Regions from separate parts of the Mus musculus genome. Here region 1 is linked to region 2. A link is a contact called in public promoter capture Hi-C data. All regions are on one chromosome and are shown on one strand. The core of a region is the stretch at or near the end of the contact, and the rest is flanking DNA. Distances in the headings are between cores, read along the strand shown.

Region 1 (4,998 bases), core at 2,427-4,926, 100 kb after region 2:
GAGATCACATTAAAAAACATGCTATAACAACTCTCCTTTGTGTTGCTGCTGGGAGTGGCTAGGTGTGTCTAGTCATCCCTTATCCAGAATGCCGGGTAATCCAGTCATAATGCTTGTAATGTTTAAACCCATAGGCAAGAAAAACCACCAACCAGTCACCTAGGTTATTAAATATTTGTTCCATTACTGTTGCTGAACTAAAGAAAATTGTCGTTTGATAAAAGCACATACTGAATGGATGGGTAGTTCATTCTTTAAGCTGTGGTTCTTCCCTCTACCCCTAAAGCCCACACACTCTTTTGATGTGTATGGCCTGTAAAATGTTATATAGGAAAGAGACCATTATGAATTGTTTTGGGAATTTTAGAGCAAAGAAAATTTCTACAAACAGCTATATTCTTTCCCATCAAACCCTCTTTAAAGAAATAGAACATGGTTGGATGAATCAGATGAAGTGGCCTTAAGAATCCAGAAAGAGAACTGAGAGAAAGATAGCTGTATTTAACAGAATACCTGCTTTCAAATGCATGAATTGGATTCTTTATTGTTTGAATTAGCAGCATCTGTGCAACATACCTCTTCCACAGAGAGGTTATTAACCCCACAGCCACTGTGCCAAAGGCCATTCAGAATTCTGGGGAACAGTGAACCCTGCTTAGGTTTTAAGAGGCAACCGAGTGTACTCGCTGACTTAACCATATAGTGTAGTGTGATATACTACGGTATGGTATAGCGAAAACTGTCAAATTTAATTTTGTATCTGTTTCTCAAAGGTTTGAATTTTATTCAAACAGAATAGTATACCAACAGTGCTCATGAGTACTTGGATTTTTATGAGGCTATATGGCAAGCAATTGGTTACTATAATGATGCTACGTGGATACTGTTGTTTTTGCAGAACTAGGATTACAGCACTTTAAAATATTGGTGGGAATCCATTGGATAGTGTCATTTCATGAAGACAACCTTCCATGAATATATGTATTTGGGAGATATTCACCTCTCATCCCCTCTCCTTTTTATCCCACCTTTCCCTCTCTCTCATCAGTGTTCATATAAATGGTTTTATGTTGGTATTAAAATATAGGATTTTAAAAACAAGTCCCATTCCTCTGAGTGTCCTTGCTGACATCACTGACAAGCATCCTTTGCAGGCTTTCTCTCCAGGCAGTAGATTTTCACATTACACTAAAGACCACAGATATCAGTCAGACTCAGGTATTAAAGCTGAGCTCAAGCCTCCTTGAGACCTGTATCTAGGTTTTCTTCTTAGTGTCTAGGTGATCCAGGGCTTGGTTATGTATGGCACACTTAATAGAGCACTGGTTAATCAACCAAGACTCCTGTCAAGAAGGCCCAGTTAGGAGGAGGGGCCAGAGTGGAAACTTGCATGCCGGCAGGAGAGATTCTTGCCAGGACATTGTCTCCTACAATGAATCTGTTGTGTTTTCCACAGGCTTGTTTGGAAATGTGAGAGTTTAGACATACGAGATACTTGTAGAACTCTAGTCTCTCCTACTCAACTGTTCTCTTCTGTCTTTTAATGTGGAATATAAGAATATTTAAATATATGGCCACCATAGAGAAACATACTTAGGAAAACCTTTTTAGTCAAATAGAATCAAAATTTTATTTCCCCTAACTATGAAGGGGAATCACTTTGTCTTCCATCAGTAACTGCTTTTGTCAGAGATGTTACACTCAACATTGACTTCAAATAGAAGGCATAGACACTTGGGTACATTGTCCGGAGATACTTCACCAGTGAGGGCTTTTGTGAGGAAAAGCTCTATTTAGCCATTTGCTGCCATATTTCTCTAATTTGTTGTTTGCAGTTTTCACTTCTCATTCTTTGTTTCTAGGCCTGCTTGATCCTCTGATGTCCAAGGACCATGTCCTCATGCCTCCTGAGCACTCTAATTCATCACAACTATGCGTCCTGAGCACTCAAAGGCTGAAAGGCTTGTACTCGTCTCTGGACTACATTTGTGTATGTAGTCCCACACCAATCTTATGTCTCTTATTATGCAAGATCAAGTACTTTAATTAATTTATATATTTACTTCCTACTTTGTTACTTGTAAGACCTCCAGGAAGAGGGAACATGACATGTTCCTAAGTATGTGGTGCCTCTAACTGTCGAACAATCAGAATCATGCTTTGTTTGGGATCCTTAGGGGTTGCTGAACTACTACCATCTCTCCAGAATGGGCAAAGAATGAACAAGAATGTAGCAGAGGAAATTAAAACATGAAAAAGGGAGAGTTGAGCAGTCACTAAGAGTTAAGTTTTAAGATCTCTGGAGGTCTCTGGATCACAGTGACAATCAGGGAGGAGCCCAGTGCAGAGCGAATAGTTGTGATGAATTAGATGTTAATACCCCAGTCCAGCCTTTTGTGATTGTTCCCTGAGCTTTTTTGAGGACTAGGGAAAGTGCTATTAACTGCTGTCATATATGTGCATACACATTTCACCTCACAACTGTGAAGAATCGAGGTGGAGAGAGATTAAGCATGTTGTTTAGGATTTCTCCAACAGTAAGTGGTAGGAACAGTTTGCAAACTTAAGACTACACTCAAACCTATGCTTCCTTCACTTCAGCTAGATACCGGTATCTTATGAACTGCATAGTCCATATCCCTATCTTCATGATCTTGCTTCACGTGGCCCATTGATGCCTGAAATGCTCCTTTCAGAGTTGAATTTATTTATTTATTTATTTATTTATTTAATGAGTTTGGTCTTGGCTAATAGGACTCAGGACGGGAGAAGGAGAAGCTGTCTACCTTTCATTCACTGAGTCAAGCACCCATTGGCTGTAGTAAGTCATGGGGATATCAAGGAGGGCTGTTAAGAAATGAGTGGGGCTGGTTCTTATCTTTCAAATTCTAGTAGTCAGTGTGGAGGATGCTGAAGTTAAAAGTGATGATGAAACGAACTAGCACATGAACAACAAGGATGTTTGCATTGGAAAACACACTGGCTCACTTTCAGGAGCTTCCCTGACAACAGGACAGGAAAACAAAACAAAACAAAGCAAAGCAAAACAAAACAAACAAACAAACAAACAAACAAACAAAACAGATCTCACTGCTGATTGAGGAGCTGCAGGAGTCCTGGAATTGTTAAATCAGACTCTCCGAAAATGTTTCAGGACAAAGCTGTGTTCTCTATTAGGACACTCCCACCCTTGCAATTCTAGTAAACTATCTCTCCTAATCAATTTGGTAGTGTGTATTTTGCCTGTAATGCTGTGTATGTTATCAGAATGATCGATGGCGCTCTAGCCCTCTACACAGAAAAAAATGTGAGGTCAGACTTAGAATTTGTAGTAATTTTTTTCTATCACCACCTATTCTTCTCTTATGTCCTCCCATTTATCCCTCTGGCTCTGCCTTGGCAGGTAGGGTTGGTTGTCTTTATTTGCTTATACGTGCGTATGCTTAGCTCAGGGCAGGATCCACCAACAGAACCTTCCTGCCCGTGCTTGTCGCAGGCCATCAGAAACAGTGCAGACAGCAGCAGCAAGTTGGGCCTGAATCATGTCTTCCAATCTTGCACAGGCTGCCAAGAGTCATGAGTAAGCTCAGCAGTTGGGTGGTGCAGGCAGCGCAGGCTGGGCGGGGCCAGGCTGGAAGACCTGGGTGTGGTCACAGGTGAGCACAGCTCCCCAGGCAGAGAGCACAGCTTTCACTGCCTCTGAGCTCCTTCGGCTTTTTCCCCCCTTTTGCATCTTGTTTCCCGGGATACCTGCAACTCAAGGTAAGCAAAGGGAGGTCGCAGGGCTGTTGAGTTCTCTCTCAGGGACAAGTCATATAATAGTTAAGGGGTTGACTCCAAATGTTGAAGAAAATGGTTGTGTTTTATCAAGGGTAGCGTGGCTTCAGTATGATGAGCCTCGGTGCCAGCTCCTAAGGTTTTTGTGTGCCCAAAGTGGCTCTGGGGGAACTACCACCACATCGCCACCTACATTCAGAATATGAAGAAGGCAGAGGACAGGAGGCTTGGCTGATGGTGCTGGGGGTTGAGGTTGGGGGTGAGGGGGAACAGCAGTGATTCCGGGAAGACAGCCGGACAGTGAGGAGGTAGGAACCAGGATGTACTCAAGATGCCAATCTTTGAAAGGGTGTGGTAATGAAAGCCTAGAGAAGGTCGAAAAGATAGGAACAGGGGCTTACCTTCGTAGTGGACATTAAGGGGTTGAACTTCTTGTCATTTTAAGCGTTAGATCAGTGCTCATTTTCTGACACCCATGTTCTAGGCAGAAATCAGCCCTCCTTGCTCAGCAAACTTTTAAAAAGTTGTGCACAACATAAATCTTGAACATTTGAGATGTAATGGTTATTGTCTTTTCCTGATGGGTTGTAATAATAATAAGTATGATGATAATAAAACAATGATAACAATAATAGCTTAATGACATTGTTCAAAGATTTCATATTGAAAACTCCATTTAATATAAGTTAATATAATTTGTTTAATTTAATTTAATACAAGTTGTTTCATTTACCCAAATTGGAACTCAGAACTGGGGGACCTTGACCAGTGTTTGCTCAGTGGCAAGGTGGCACATGACTTGAAGGAGAGGTGACTTAAACGGAAGGAGGCCTTCAGACTATTCTCATGACACACGTTCTGAAAACATTTTCTTTCATGTCCTCCTTGTCCCAAGAGGATCTTTAACCAAACTGTGTTACATGCTTCAGTCACCTTCAAGTAAGTGCAAGTGTGGATGAGTTCTGACATGGGTGGAGAAAAGGAACCCTAGCAAAAAGGGAGTCTAGAAAGTGAGTCAGCGGCTTTGTACCATGCTTCCTCACGCCTCATAGGGTGCCATTTCAGTCCCTCCGGGTTTGGGGTTGACTTTGGAGCATGCAGTCTCAGCAGTTTGGGCTAACTAGGTGTGGCCTGGTCTGGCATTGTCTGGCAGTAACCCAGTGGGTCAGCAGTGAAGCTCAAGCTTCAAGGAACCAGGTGTTGCCACGATGGCATAGACTG
Region 2 (4,882 bases), core at 584-3,083:
CATTATGTAAAGTTCCCAAAGAATCAATAAAAATATGTTGGGAAAAAGAATGCGTCTATTGAAACAGCCCTAACCTCCTCTGTGAAAGAGCCGGGGACTGGGGACACAAGAACAAGTACCAAGGGTAGTTGTGAGTACCTTGTAGTTGTCGAATTAGTTTTCATTCTGACTTTGGCTCTCCTCCCTTGCCCCACAGCTGAGCTATACAAGCACAAGTTGATTCAGCGTTGTGTATGTAGGTGCACCTGTGCAGAGGCTGGCAGTGTCTGGCATTTCAGTCACCCTGCACCTTAATTTTTGCGACAAGGCTTCTCCCTGAACCTGAAGATCATTCGTGCGTCTAGGCAAACTATCCAGTGAGCTCCAGGGATCCACAGGTTGTGGCCCCAGTGCTGAAGTTAGAGGCATAGGCCCAGTGAGCATGTGGGTGCTAGGGACCCTAACTCAGGGCATGATGCACGGCAAGCACTTTACCAACTGAGCCATTTCCTCAGCCGGCAAGTTCAACTGCTTTAGTCACGATTTTGTGGATGTAAAACTTTAGCAACTTGGCATGATTGTAAACTTTGGCTTTTTCTAATAACTCTTTCCACATCATGCATAGCAGCAGCTGGGAATAAATCAGTAATTTTACAAAAGACAAATTAATGGAAACACATGTTGTCATCCAGAAATTCTTGTTTGGGATAAATCATACTAAGATAACCACTCTATCCTGTAACAACGCAGTGGGGACTTACTTGGATGCACTCATGTAAGTCACCTAAGGGCACCAAGGAGATTCGTGCTGCCGGTTTGGATACTAGCTGTCCTTATTCGCAACTCCTCGCCTCACTGTGCCTCGGGTTTTGGGTCTATATAGGACACCGAGGAGAAATGCCAGAGTTGAGGCTCTGAGCTGTGGGGGCGGGGTGGAGGCATAGCCAAGCCTGCACATAGGAACGTGCGAGCTTCCGGACTTTAACAAACCAAACCACTCATATCTCCTTCCATCTTAAGCTTCTAATCAAGCTGGTTAGCTCTTCCTTCTGACGCCAGAAAGGACTGCACTTGAGCAGTACTCAGCAGACCCTGGCTGAGTTCAGAGACAAGCCTGCTGGCCAAACCTGCCAGGCCACCCCTCAGGTGTATCACTTCCTAGAAGCCTCTGGGGGCTCTTTGTCACTTGCACACGACACCCTACAGTCTCAGCTGCCTGGGCCAGCCCCAGAGGCCCAGACCCCCTCCTTGCTGTGGGCTCCTTAGGATTCCCTGGCTGTGGCTACTCCCATCCGGGTTTGCGCCCTTATCCTGCTAGTCACCGACTGCCGTGTCCTTGGCAAAGTTTCTCAGTCTCTCTGTTGACTCATTGGGGAAACTGAAGATCCAAACAGTGGCAGACAGGGATGCTCCGGGGATCAGCGAGCAGCAGAGCCCCTGAGTCCTGGAAACTAGGCTGGCGCCTTCTCCACGACACTGCCCTGTAGCCCGGCGCCTTGGAGGGCGGGTTCCTGAGGTCCGACAGGGCAGGGCAATGCCGGGGCTAAGGCAGTAGGTAACCCGCCCCACTCAACCGTTCCTTTCCGGGACCGTGGTCTCGTTGGCCCAAGCCGGCCAAGCAGTCCTGGGCAAGCTCAGCAACAGGAGGCCACTCACCACTACGTGCGCGCCGGGCAGCGCGAGGGGCTTGGGACTGATGAGCGGCGACACCATGTAGAGGAGCAGCACGAAGGCCACGAGGCCGGCAGCGGCCAACAGCAACATCTCTGCCGAGCGACTACTGGGAGATCACATGCACCAGCAGCCGGGAGTGTTTGGGTTTGCGAGCGAGGGCGGGACGGCGGCGAAGGGAAGAGGAGGAGCCTGGGCGGGGCGGTCTCCGCTGTCGGACTAGCTCCTGGGCCCGCGCCCCCTTCAGCTTCAGGCTGCGGCTGCGCAGGCTGTGCGTGCGTAGGCTCCGGGTACTTGGCCTCCCCGTTGGCCCGCCCGCCAACGTCGTGGGAGGCTTGCAAACGGTGGCTTTTGGATCCACGGATTTTGTTCTGTGCCTAAGTCCTGGTATTCTTCTTTGAAATCACAGATTCCAGTTCGTGTATTTATGGCTCACTCAGAAAATGGTCACCGCTCCCTTTCGCTTTGAGCGTTGACTTGGATTTCTGATAATTGAATTTCGCTGAAAACTGTACATACATCCTGTAACCAAAGCAGATGCAAACGCGGAGGCGCGGGGAGCCACCGTTGTAGAGATTTAATTCCAACATCTGGTCCACCGACTTAAAATAGTTTTAGTTTAGTGTCTAAACTATCGCCACAGTCTTTTGTCGCCCTACACAGCAACCCTATAGTCATTAACAGTCACAGTTCAGTTTCTCTCTCTCTCTCTCTGTATAGCCCTGGCTGTCCTGGAACTCACTTTGTAGACCAGGCTGGCCACGAACTCAGAAATCCACCTGCCTCTGCCTCCCGAGTGCTGGGATTAAACGCGTGCACCACAACGCCCAGCTCATTTTCTCTTAAATGGTGCAGTTATAGGCAATCACAAAGCTCTCTGGACTTGTCTATTCATACAAGTGGAGTTCTAATAATATGCCCTCTGCAGTGCCTAGCTTCTTTGACTTAGCATACTAAGATTCTTCCATACTGTACCTATCAGTATTTAATTTCTTTTTATTGTTGATAATATCCTAGTGTAGGCTAGATTATTTTTTCACTCATCACTTTTTGATCAAAACAATAACAAAAGAAAAAAAAAGCTACTGGATCCAAAAGGAAGGAAGGTCTTTTGCTAGAAAGCTTTAAGTCCTGTGCTAGATCCCTCTGGCCCCACAAGGTAGGTTGTCCTCTGACCTCTACTAGTATGTCTTGGCGTTCACCATCACACTCACTGAATACATTTTTGGTAAGGTCATGTATGGCCAGCCTCCTTTAAACAAAGCCATTCCTATTAAACCTCCCCAAAGCAAAGAAAGAACTTACTTTCTGGATTAGGATGATATAAAGCTAACATCTAGCCTTTGGCCAAAGCTCATTTGAGCAAAACAAACCTCCAACACTTGGAGGGTTCACTGGGTAGCCAGAGATTTTAAACTCTATTTCTCAATATAGCTGGCTATCCATATTGTATTATAATCGTAACAAAGAACAACCTGTGCTATTGTGTCACAGTAAGGTATTAAATCCCAAATCTATGTACTTTCACATATAAGCTTTTGAGTGTGCATGCTTTGGCTCTCTCATCGCTGGCCCTCAAGCCACTCTGCAACAGCATTTGAAGGGCTCTGCCAGACCATTTTCTTAAGTAGTAGCATAACTTTTCACTCAGCTAGGTCAACTCCAGACTTTCAAACCCTCTACTCCAAAACTCTTTTCCTCAGGATTATTAAAACCTTTCCATAGTGGGTTTTGTTTTTTTGGTAAATATTTTTCCTTTTTTTTTTTTTTATTTAAAGAAATGTAGTTGTGGTTACAAACAGCAAAAGGAATTAATCTTTTTCTTTTATTGATCTGTGCCCAGTGTTAGTTCATAGATGTGAGGGAACAATTCCCAGGACCTGTAAAACTAGGTGGAAGTTGAAGGGCTCCCAACCCCTCTGGTTGAAGGGAAGTTTGTTGGATGGACTCGTAGTGCTCCAGAAAAGCTGTCACACTCCTGATTATGTTTATCACAGGGAAGGAAACAGATCAGTACACCAAGAAACAGTGCCCAGGGCAGGTGGGAGGGCTCAAACACAAAGCTACTGTTGTAGCCTCCCATAGACTTGGTGTGCTGCTTTTAAAGCCCCTCTTGAAGTGTCATTCTTTGAGACGTGGAGTCCAAGGGGGATCTATGAGCCTAAAGTGGTATCATTCCGACAGGTCATGTGATGATGAACTGGACTGTATAGAGCTGGAATTTAGCATTGAGACCCAGTCTTTTGACTCTTTTTTTTTCTTTCTTTTTTCTTTTTTAATTGCTGTTCTTTTTCAGAGAGAAGCTCTCATGAGCTCTGGCAGGCCTGATAAATGGCAATGTGCTTAGTGTTGCAGCCAAGGAAACTCACCTGCATTCCATGTCCAGAATTTTGATTGTGATCTAAGTATATAGCCTTGACTGAAAGAAGTCAATATAGTGGGAGTCCTAAATAACTTTGCTCATCTTGCAGGCATCATCAGCCCCACCCTAAAGTCCTGTTTGGCCAGCCTCCCTTAAACAAAGATATCCCTATTAAGCCTCCCAAAAACAAAGAAAGAACTTACTTCTTGGATAAGAATGAATTCTGATAAGTAGATAACATCTAGCCTTTGGGCAAAGCTCACTTCAGTAAAACAAACCTCTAATACTTGAAGGGTCCACAGGGAAGCCAGAGGCTTTTAACGCTATTTCTCTATATTTGGCTATCTGTAGAGTAAATCTCACCAAAGAACACCTTGTGATATTGTGTCCCAGTAAGGTACTGTGGTGTACACATAAACCCCAGCACTTGAGAGGCGAAGAGGGGAGGATCAGTCATTAAGGTTATTCTCTGCTATACCTTAAGTCCAAGATAGCCTAGGCTACATGGTACCCTGTCTCAAAAAGTGTCAAAAGATACTGATCATTACCAAGTTCCTGCTATATCCAGTTGTAGGTCACCATGACCACATGACCAAAGTATCTGGCAGAATTATACCACTTTGGTCTTACACATTCCCATTAGTCTTTTGGGACTTAGAAAATGATTCTTCAAAAATATGGTGTAGCAGGTTTTGGTATGTTACTCAATAAACTGACTTTTAAAGTCCATTTTTAATTAGAATGGATCCCTTTCACTCTCCCTTTCCTCCCTCCAGCTCCTCTCAAGTACGTTCCCTTTCATTCCTTCCACAGTCCCCCTCAGTCTCAGACTCACAGCCTCTTCTCTGATTACCAGGTACATGTTTGCAT

Evidence for each region. Capture Hi-C pulls out chosen DNA fragments and counts their contacts.
Region 1: a contact with region 2 is called in a promoter capture Hi-C map of pancreatic islet. The contact joins the promoter of Serpinb5 here to the promoter of Kdsr in region 2. A contact is called at or near these places in 9 of 484 Hi-C or Micro-C datasets (the AML12 cell line, B cells, CD4 T cells and 6 more), 3 of 115 datasets of contacts at active chromatin or transcription factors (embryonic stem cells, memory CD8 T cells and stem cell-derived neural progenitor cells) and 2 of 9 other capture datasets (liver and pancreatic islet).

What each region holds. Positions count from the first base shown.
Region 1 is chr1:106,857,499-106,862,496 of GRCm38.p6, forward strand. Serpinb5 (serine (or cysteine) peptidase inhibitor, clade B, member 5) reads left to right here and starts at 3,677. Exons shown (of 7, transcript NM_009257.4): 1 at 3,677-3,762.
Region 2 is chr1:106,757,909-106,762,790 of GRCm38.p6, forward strand. It overlaps Kdsr (3-ketodihydrosphingosine reductase), which reads right to left and starts at 1,834. Exons shown (of 10, transcript NM_027534.2): 1 at 1,636-1,834. The coding sequence starts at 1,743.